Regions from separate parts of the Sus scrofa genome. Here region 1 is linked to region 2. Evidence: chromatin contacts called from public HiChIP or PLAC-seq data. All regions are on one chromosome and are shown on one strand. The core of a region is the stretch at or near the end of the contact, and the rest is flanking DNA. Distances in the headings are between cores, read along the strand shown.

The links. HiChIP or PLAC-seq counts read pairs in DNA pulled down with a chosen protein or histone mark.
Region 1: a contact with region 2 is called in an H3K27ac HiChIP or PLAC-seq map of alveolar macrophages. The contact joins two enhancer-like sites. A contact is called at or near these places in 1 of 47 Hi-C or Micro-C datasets (embryonic fibroblasts) and 1 of 2 datasets of contacts at active chromatin or transcription factors (alveolar macrophages).

Annotation. Positions count from the first base shown.
Region 1 is chr6:131,715,740-131,719,608 of Sscrofa11.1, reverse strand. No RefSeq gene overlaps it. Among named protein-coding and RNA genes, the nearest start is that of ADGRL2, 650 kb to the left of the region's middle. Within about 2 kb of position 2,393, at least 9 of the 83 cell types and tissues checked have an H3K27ac peak or open chromatin away from gene starts, as enhancers often do. A contact at or near this core is called in alveolar macrophages, where this site is marked.
Region 2 is chr6:131,495,407-131,499,312 of Sscrofa11.1, reverse strand. No RefSeq gene overlaps it. Among named protein-coding and RNA genes, the nearest start is that of ADGRL2, 870 kb to the left of the region's middle. Within about 2 kb of position 2,557, at least 1 of the 83 cell types and tissues checked has an H3K27ac peak or open chromatin away from gene starts, as enhancers often do. A contact at or near this core is called in alveolar macrophages, where this site is marked.

The sequences.
Region 1 (3,869 bases), core at 1,144-3,643, 220 kb before region 2:
TGCTGTAGCTGCGGCTGTGGTTGTGACTAGCAGCTGCAGCTCCAATTTAACCCCTAGCCTGGGAAATTATATGCCACAGGTATGGCCCTAAAAAAGCAAAAAAAAAAAAAAAAAAAAAAAAAGGCTTGATTGAATGAGAATTTCATGGAGGCTAGGACAATATAATATGTCTGATGGAGTGTCAAAAACCAAAAGTCTGGGGAGATAGATTAAGGCTAGATTGAGAGGAGCCTTGAATGCCCCTTGGGTGCTGGATGTCTGCTGTTTTATGCCCATGTTGGAAGAAGGAACCAGGGTTAGTATTACTGTTTAGTGGGTTTTTTATAAATGTGGGTTTATATTATTTCACTTAATTTTCACAACCATACAAGGAAGTAGGCTTATCATCATCATCAACAATTAAAATGTACAAATTACAGGGGTATCTCTTCCTGATTTTGACAAAATGAATGTACCAATGTAATAACACCCAGAATGGGAAACCATATGAACTTCCAAATGCTGCCTTGTGTCCCCAGGGGTAACACTTCCTGACTTCTCACACAGTAGTTTAATCTTGACAGGACAGATTTCAAACTGTATAAAGTGGAATATTGCAATTTGTAATATTTTATGTATGGTTTCTTTTCTTCAGCTCAATGCTTGCTAAGTGCATTATTCATGCAGCTGTTTCTTTTCTTTCTTTCTTCTTTTTTCTTTCTTTCTTTTTTTTTTTTTTTTTTTTTTTTTTGTCTTTTATGGCTATTCCCACTGCAAATGTAGGTTCTGAGACTAGGGGTCAAATCAGAGCTGTAGCCTCTGGCCTACACCACAGCCACAGCAATGCAAGATCCAAGCCATGTCTGCAACCTACACCACAGCTCACAGCAACACTGGATCCTTAACCTGTCCAAGGCCAGGGATCGAACCTGCATCTTCATGGATGCTAGTCAGATCTGTTTCTGCTGAGCCACGGCAGGGGCAGGAACTCCCATATTCATGCAGTTGTAATCCATTACTTTTCATTGCTGCTTAATGTTCCAGTGATGACTAGATCATAATTATCCAGTCTCAGAGTGGTTACTATTGTCTGTCTTTCACAAATGATAAAACTTGGATAGTTTAAGTAAGAAGTTTTAAATCACATAACTAGAGAGTGATAGTAGTAAGATTTTGATCTGGTATCATCTGATTCTTAAGCCTGAAGGGCAGTACAATACGGAGTTTAAATTGTTCAGTCCCTAGGCAATAATAATTTATGGCGTGCACTACACAATAATTTATTCTGTTCCAGGTATGTTTCTGACTGCTGAGGGCATAGTGAGGAATACAGCCAATTCCATCCTAATAAACATTTAGATAAGAAGATAATATCAGCCACCAAGGAGGGCTATGAAGAAGATAGCAATAAGCACATATGGAGTACTGAGTTTATAGCAGGCTTGGCTCTAAGTACTTTATCCCTGTACTTCATGTAATTTCAAAACACGCCCATAGACAGGTAAGATAGGTCTTCTCATGATCCTCATTTTACGGATGAGGTGCAGAAGCACGGAGAGTCTAAGGACCCCCACCTTCTGTCCCACCATTTGTCAAAAGAGGAATCAGGGTTCAAATCCAGACAGTTTGGCTCCAGAGCTTATGCACATAACACAGAGTCACGAAGGTAAATGATAGGGAAACTGCAATGAGAAGGCTGCTCTGGCCAGGGCACCGGAAAAGGCTCCCTGTGGAAGGCTCTCCTGCTGTGCAGACCTGGACAGTGAAGGGCAGGTGTTTGGTTTAAGATCTAGAGGGAGAACATCCCAAGCATAAGGAGCAGCAAGTAAAAAGGCTCTGAGACAGGGGTGAACTGACACATTTCAGGTCAGAAAGAGGAGCATGTACCCTGAGGTATATGGAACGAGTGGCCAATGGGAACTGGCTGTAAAGCACAGTGAACTCTACCCAGTGTTCTGTGATCATTAGGAAAAGAATCGGAAAGAGAATGGATATGTGCACATATATAACTGAATCACTTTGCTGAAGAGCAGAAATGATCACAGCACTGTAAATCTTCAAACGTTAAAAAATGGAAAAACAAAGAAAAGAGAGAGAGAGTGGAAGGAACAGAGGCCCTGGTCAGGTACAGGTTGGGAACATAGACATGTGGGTAGAAATATCACCTTCAACACGAGATGCTGTTTTCCTTTCTCCCTTGCTGGTTCCTATTCAGCTGCATTGGTCTCTTTTGTGGGATAAATGCAGTGAGTCATACAAAGGCTGAGAACTCCAACAAAGCAAGTAGTTAAGCGTTCAAAACTTCGGTTCTTCTCGCCCTGGCTCTCCCACACCATTTCTACCCTTATGGCAGTGGTGGAACCAGAAACTGCTGGATGTGTCACCAGTTTGGGAAAGAATGTGCCTGACTCATCTTTCCTAGGAATTTCCTGCCTGCTGTGTGTCACTGCTGATGGCAAAATGCCAGCTGCGATTGGCATTGTCATGAAGGGCATCTCAGGTCAGAATCCTTTCCACGTGCAGGTAGCAGATGTGGCCAGGGTCAGAGGGAAAGGAGAAGAGGACACAAAGAACAGGAGGCCCAACGAAACTTTACCAGGACCCCTCTGAAGCCCCAAATTGCTAGAAGTCTGCAGGGTGCATTTAAAGCAGAACCCTGCCTCTGATGGGATGAGTTCTTACTTTTGAGGCAAGATGCCCTGCGCTGTTTCAAGGTGAGACAATGTTATGTGCTGCTCGTCGGATGAGCCTGTTCTAATTATATGCCTCCTTGATTATTGTTCGGCAGATTGATTAGAACCATATTCAAGACATTTGTAGATCATAGTTCCTGGACACTTCTATATGTTAGCAAATCAAGTATGATTTATCCCTGGAATTATTGGTTAGGGACGGCTTCTTTTTTTCAATGCATGTTCTCTCTAGCTTATAATTTTAATTAGCGCTTGCTCCCAGTTCACACTGAGAATAGGGATGATTGTCACTTCAGCACTGAAGCACAGCCTTAGCTTGTAATGCAACTTTGACTTCTGCATTCAGATTCCTTAATCAACGCTGGATGAAGGATAAGGGAAACCACTGAATTAAAGTCACAGTGCAATAGGAAATTGAATCGCCCTTCAATTTCAGAGGTTAATTTGCATTAGGTCCCTGATAGGCAAAGCTGGATTTGACCATCCAGGATTCTTAGCTACCAGACCCAATTCTGCGTATACCCTCCTCCTGTATTCACTCCTACCCAACTGCAAGGGACTAGACCCACAGGCTGGAGAGGGCCCTGTACCACAGGGGAGATTGATGTCTGTCTTTGCTCTTGCTTGCAGCTTCTTGAGAAAATGAACTGCAGCCATCATGGTGGTGCTGTTGCAACAGCATTTGCTGTTTAGACCGCCTCTTCATCTTTCCTGATGCCACACAGAGACAGCAAATTTTCTTCTTTTTTTCTTTTCTTTTCTTTGTTTTTCTTTTTCTCTTTTTCTCTTTCTTTCTTTCTTTCTTTTTTTTTTTTTTTTGGCCATACCCATGGTATGCGGAATATCCCAGGCGAGGGATAAAATCTGAGGCACAGCAGTGACAACCCCAGGTCCTTAACCTGCTGAGCCACCAGGAAACTCCTCTCCCTTTTTTTCTTATACACTGAAGGAAGTAAGCAGAACCTTCCTTGGCATTTCTCTTATTTTATGGCAAATGTCTGTGTGTGAGGGAAGTACAGTTCCTTCCTGAAAATGTAAAATAACCATGAAAAACCTGCTTTGAATTTCTGATTACCCTCTTTCTACCCAAGATAATATTGTATTGTTTCTTGAAAGATCTGCTATCTTGAACAAGATAATTATATTCCTCCTGATATTCAAGTCGAATTTTCCCTCTGTGAAATCCAAGAGAGCTAC
Region 2 (3,906 bases), core at 1,308-3,807:
CCTCATAGTTTCCATACTTTTCATAAAGAGAGTAATGTTCATTTGCAAATAATTAGTTTTTATTACAAATAGGGATTCTAAAAAAAATATTTTTTGGATCTCCAATTGAGGCACAGTGGAAATGAATCTGATTAATATCCCTGAGGATGTGGGTTTGATCCCTGGCCTTACTCAGTGGGCCAGGGATCCGGTATTGCCGTGAGCTGTGGTGTAGGTTGCAGATGTGACTCAGATCCTGCATTGCTGGGTCTGGGGCTGTGCCCAGCAGCTGCAGCTCCAATTCGACCCCTAGTCTGGGGACTTCCATATGCCGAGAGGGCAGCCCTAAAAAAAAATTTTTTTTAAAACATGTTCATTCTGTATGATTCCAACTGTATGCCATTCTTGAAAAAACAAAACTATGGAGACAATAAAAAGAACTTTGGTTGCCAGGAGTTAGGGGGGTATAGGGAAGAAAGATTATTAGTTGGGAAACAGAGGTTTTTGGGGGGACAGTTAAAATATTCTGCATGATACTGTAGTGATGGATATATGTCATTATTCATTTGTCCAAACCCATTGAATATACACACCAAGAGTGAACCCTTAGGTAAACTATGGACTTTGGGTGGTTATCATATCATATGTCAGTATAGGTTCATCTTTGGTGAAAAAATTTATCTTTTTAGTGAATGATATTAAGAATGGAGGAGACTATACTTGTATCAGGCAGGGAATATATCGTAAATTTGTACTTTTCTCTCAATTTTGTTATTAACCTAAAACTGCTCTTTAAAAAAGTATTTAAAAATCATTGTATTTCTTGTTGTATCTATTTTTCCATAGCATAGATGTGTTTCCTTTCCTGTAATGCTATAGTTTAAGAATTTCTCTTATTTTTTTAGAGAATATAATGAACTTATCTACCTGTAACTCCAACAGTTATCCCATTTACCAATTCTTTTTTTAGTCCTCATTTTTAAACCTTACAATACAATGTAGTAGCTATCATACCATTTACCTAACTCTTCCCGTAATATTGAATATTAGATTAGCTCTAGTTTTCCACTATTAAGACGAATGCTGTGATAAACCATTTTTTTTTATTTACATTTTGCTCCCTCACATTTAGGTTTATTTTCTTGAGTTCAAAGGCTGCTTTTCATACTCTTGACATGTACTGCTGAATTACTTTCTAAAGGCCTTGAGCAATTTTGTTTTCAACCACTATTTTATTTTACATAATTAAAAAGTTATAGGTTAAAGATGGTTTCTCTTTGACCAACTTGCTTTTTCTTTTATTAATGGAAACTATGAACAGCTTTGTACGGTTTTCATTCTAGTTGTGCTTTCTCATTTGTGAGCTGTCCTTGCCCTTTGCTCATCTATTTATTGGGTTCTCAGTATTTTTCACATATTTTATAAGACGTCTCTAGGTAATAAGGATATTAACCATTTGAGGGGTAATTTTCAAAGGACAAAACTGGACTTTTTTTAAGTGAAAAGTTAATGTTAAGACATTTTAAATCTGTAAAGACTTGATTTGCCATGGTTTGAACAAACCTGGGTAAACACAGTGGATGGTTCCATGGCCTCAGCAGTGTTCTTGGTGGAAATATCCTTTAGGATCACTGACAAGTTTTTTATTTCTTGACATTGGAATGCAGATATATAAGGATATGTGGACAGACTTATAGAGAAAACTATGTAACTATGTAGAGAAATTTAACCCCTCAATCTTGGAATTGTTATTAAAATGCCCTTTAAAATAATACGTCTCCTATATAACCATCCTCTGTTTTTTTCATACTCTATTTAAATATAGGGTGGATCAGGAGGAGTTTTCAAAGAGTCTGTGATAGGTGGTTTGTGATTCCAGGAGTTATTTCAGTAAGAGCTATGGTATTATGTCTGGCATCAATCCCAGATCTGCCTTTGATATTTAGGTGATTGTTTACCCACAAATATGCAATTATTGTTTATAAATGAAAAATGTACCTTTAGCTGTCATTTCCTCTTCATTTGCCCTGTGACTATTAAAAATAAGAATAACAGAAAATAGAACTTTTAAGAAGAAAAAGTGACAGAAAATGGGTTCTAAAGAGTCATGTATGGTTGACACCATGAGAAATAGCCTTGTAAGTCTGAAAACTCTTTTGTCATGGTGGGAGGCAGGGCACTGCTGAGGATAAGCTGTTCCATATGCTGTAGAATGTGAAAATATCTGTCTGATTACAATGCTGTGTGCATTAATACAGTCAACAGTCATTTCCATCATCCCTGAGAAGAACTTGGCAGAATAAATTCAAATGCATATTTTAGGAATACCAAACCTATGGAAAGCCCTTCTCCTTTCCCTTCTCCATCCTCTAATATCAAACTTACCTGGTCTTGTTCTGGGTGATCTTGTTCTTCAAGGACCTGCTAGATGATTATAGTTAATTAGTTAAACAGGACTGTAGAGTGATAGTAATGGTTTATAATGATTTAATGTGATACATCCCCAGCCTCACTCAGTAACACCATAATTTTAATAAAAGTCTTTGATGCCTCAACTCAAAAATATGACTCATGGTGGAAGTTTAAGGAACTGTGAAATCCTGTGATAAGTGTTGTGATGGTAGCAGTGTGGACAGAGTTTTGACAGTGGGTTTATTTCAGTCTTTCCCATTTTCTACAAAAGAGGCCACCTACTTGATCCATGGAGAAATGATTTGCTTACATCGACTTTCTCAGAATTTCTCTCTCTCTCTTACGCACACACACATGATTTATATGTAGGAGTAGGACTTAGACTAAAAATGCCTATAAGAAAATTTAGTTTTAACTCTCTTTTACTCTAGCACAAAATAAAATTAAATTTATTGTCAATTCACATTAAAATAAAAAAATGTTCTCACCTCAATTCTAAAGCCACTTCTCTATTGCTATGGAAAAGTAAGATTTTATTACACAGAAAAAAAATTGGTCATTCTATCAATACCTAGCAGTATAATTAAGCACGTTCCTTAACATCTCAGAGCCTCAGTTTCCTTATCTGCAAAACAAGGATCAATAGTACCTATTGTAGAGGGCTGTTTTGAGAATGAATCAAGATAGTACATGTTATTACACTATTTACATTTTAATAAGTTGCTGCTGACATAATTGATGATAGAACCGGAATGTGAGAATTGCAGTTTAAAGAAGAAAAGTTGGAATTCCTGACACAATGAATTCTTTTCATTGCTTGTTTGCTGGAAATAGTTATGTCAAAGGTGACAAAAACCATAAGGCTAGATTTGTTAAATACATTTGGTTGATGGCCTCTAAAAGGTACACTTACTTCACTCAAAGGATTGAAGGGATAGTTTTTTATGAGGTTGCATTTCTTGTATTGTATTCTTTGGGATATTATGAGTTTCTTCTAGTATCTGACTGTCAGGAGAACTGACTTGTTAACAAATTCCAGGGGCAGCTGTGAAGAGGAAAGCTGTCAGTAACTTCCCATTAAGTTCCAGGCTTCAGTCTAGCATGGAGAATGTGCTAGTCTCTGTGATGGATGATCCTTTCCAAATGCTGCATTTGAAATGGCTTTCTATTGTGAATGATTCATCTTATTGAGTTCAAATTGAGACTTTCTCAGAATTCGCATATCATGTCCGTTTTGAAAGCTGATCCAACTCTAGCTAGCTAGGATATTGAGGACTCAGTTTTTTTCAAATTATACTTTTTATACTACTATAGAAGGAGGTGTTTATGTAAGACAATATTTTCTTATTTTGCAGAAAAATAAATTGCTAATGTGATTTTAGATGAGGGCCTTCTACCAGATCAGTGAGTCCATTTTGAGAGTAGAATTCTTTTATTATCAACATGTGAAATAATGCCCCAAATAAGTGGAAATTTAATATTCCATTTTACTTGGTCATTTTAGATGAGGGCTTC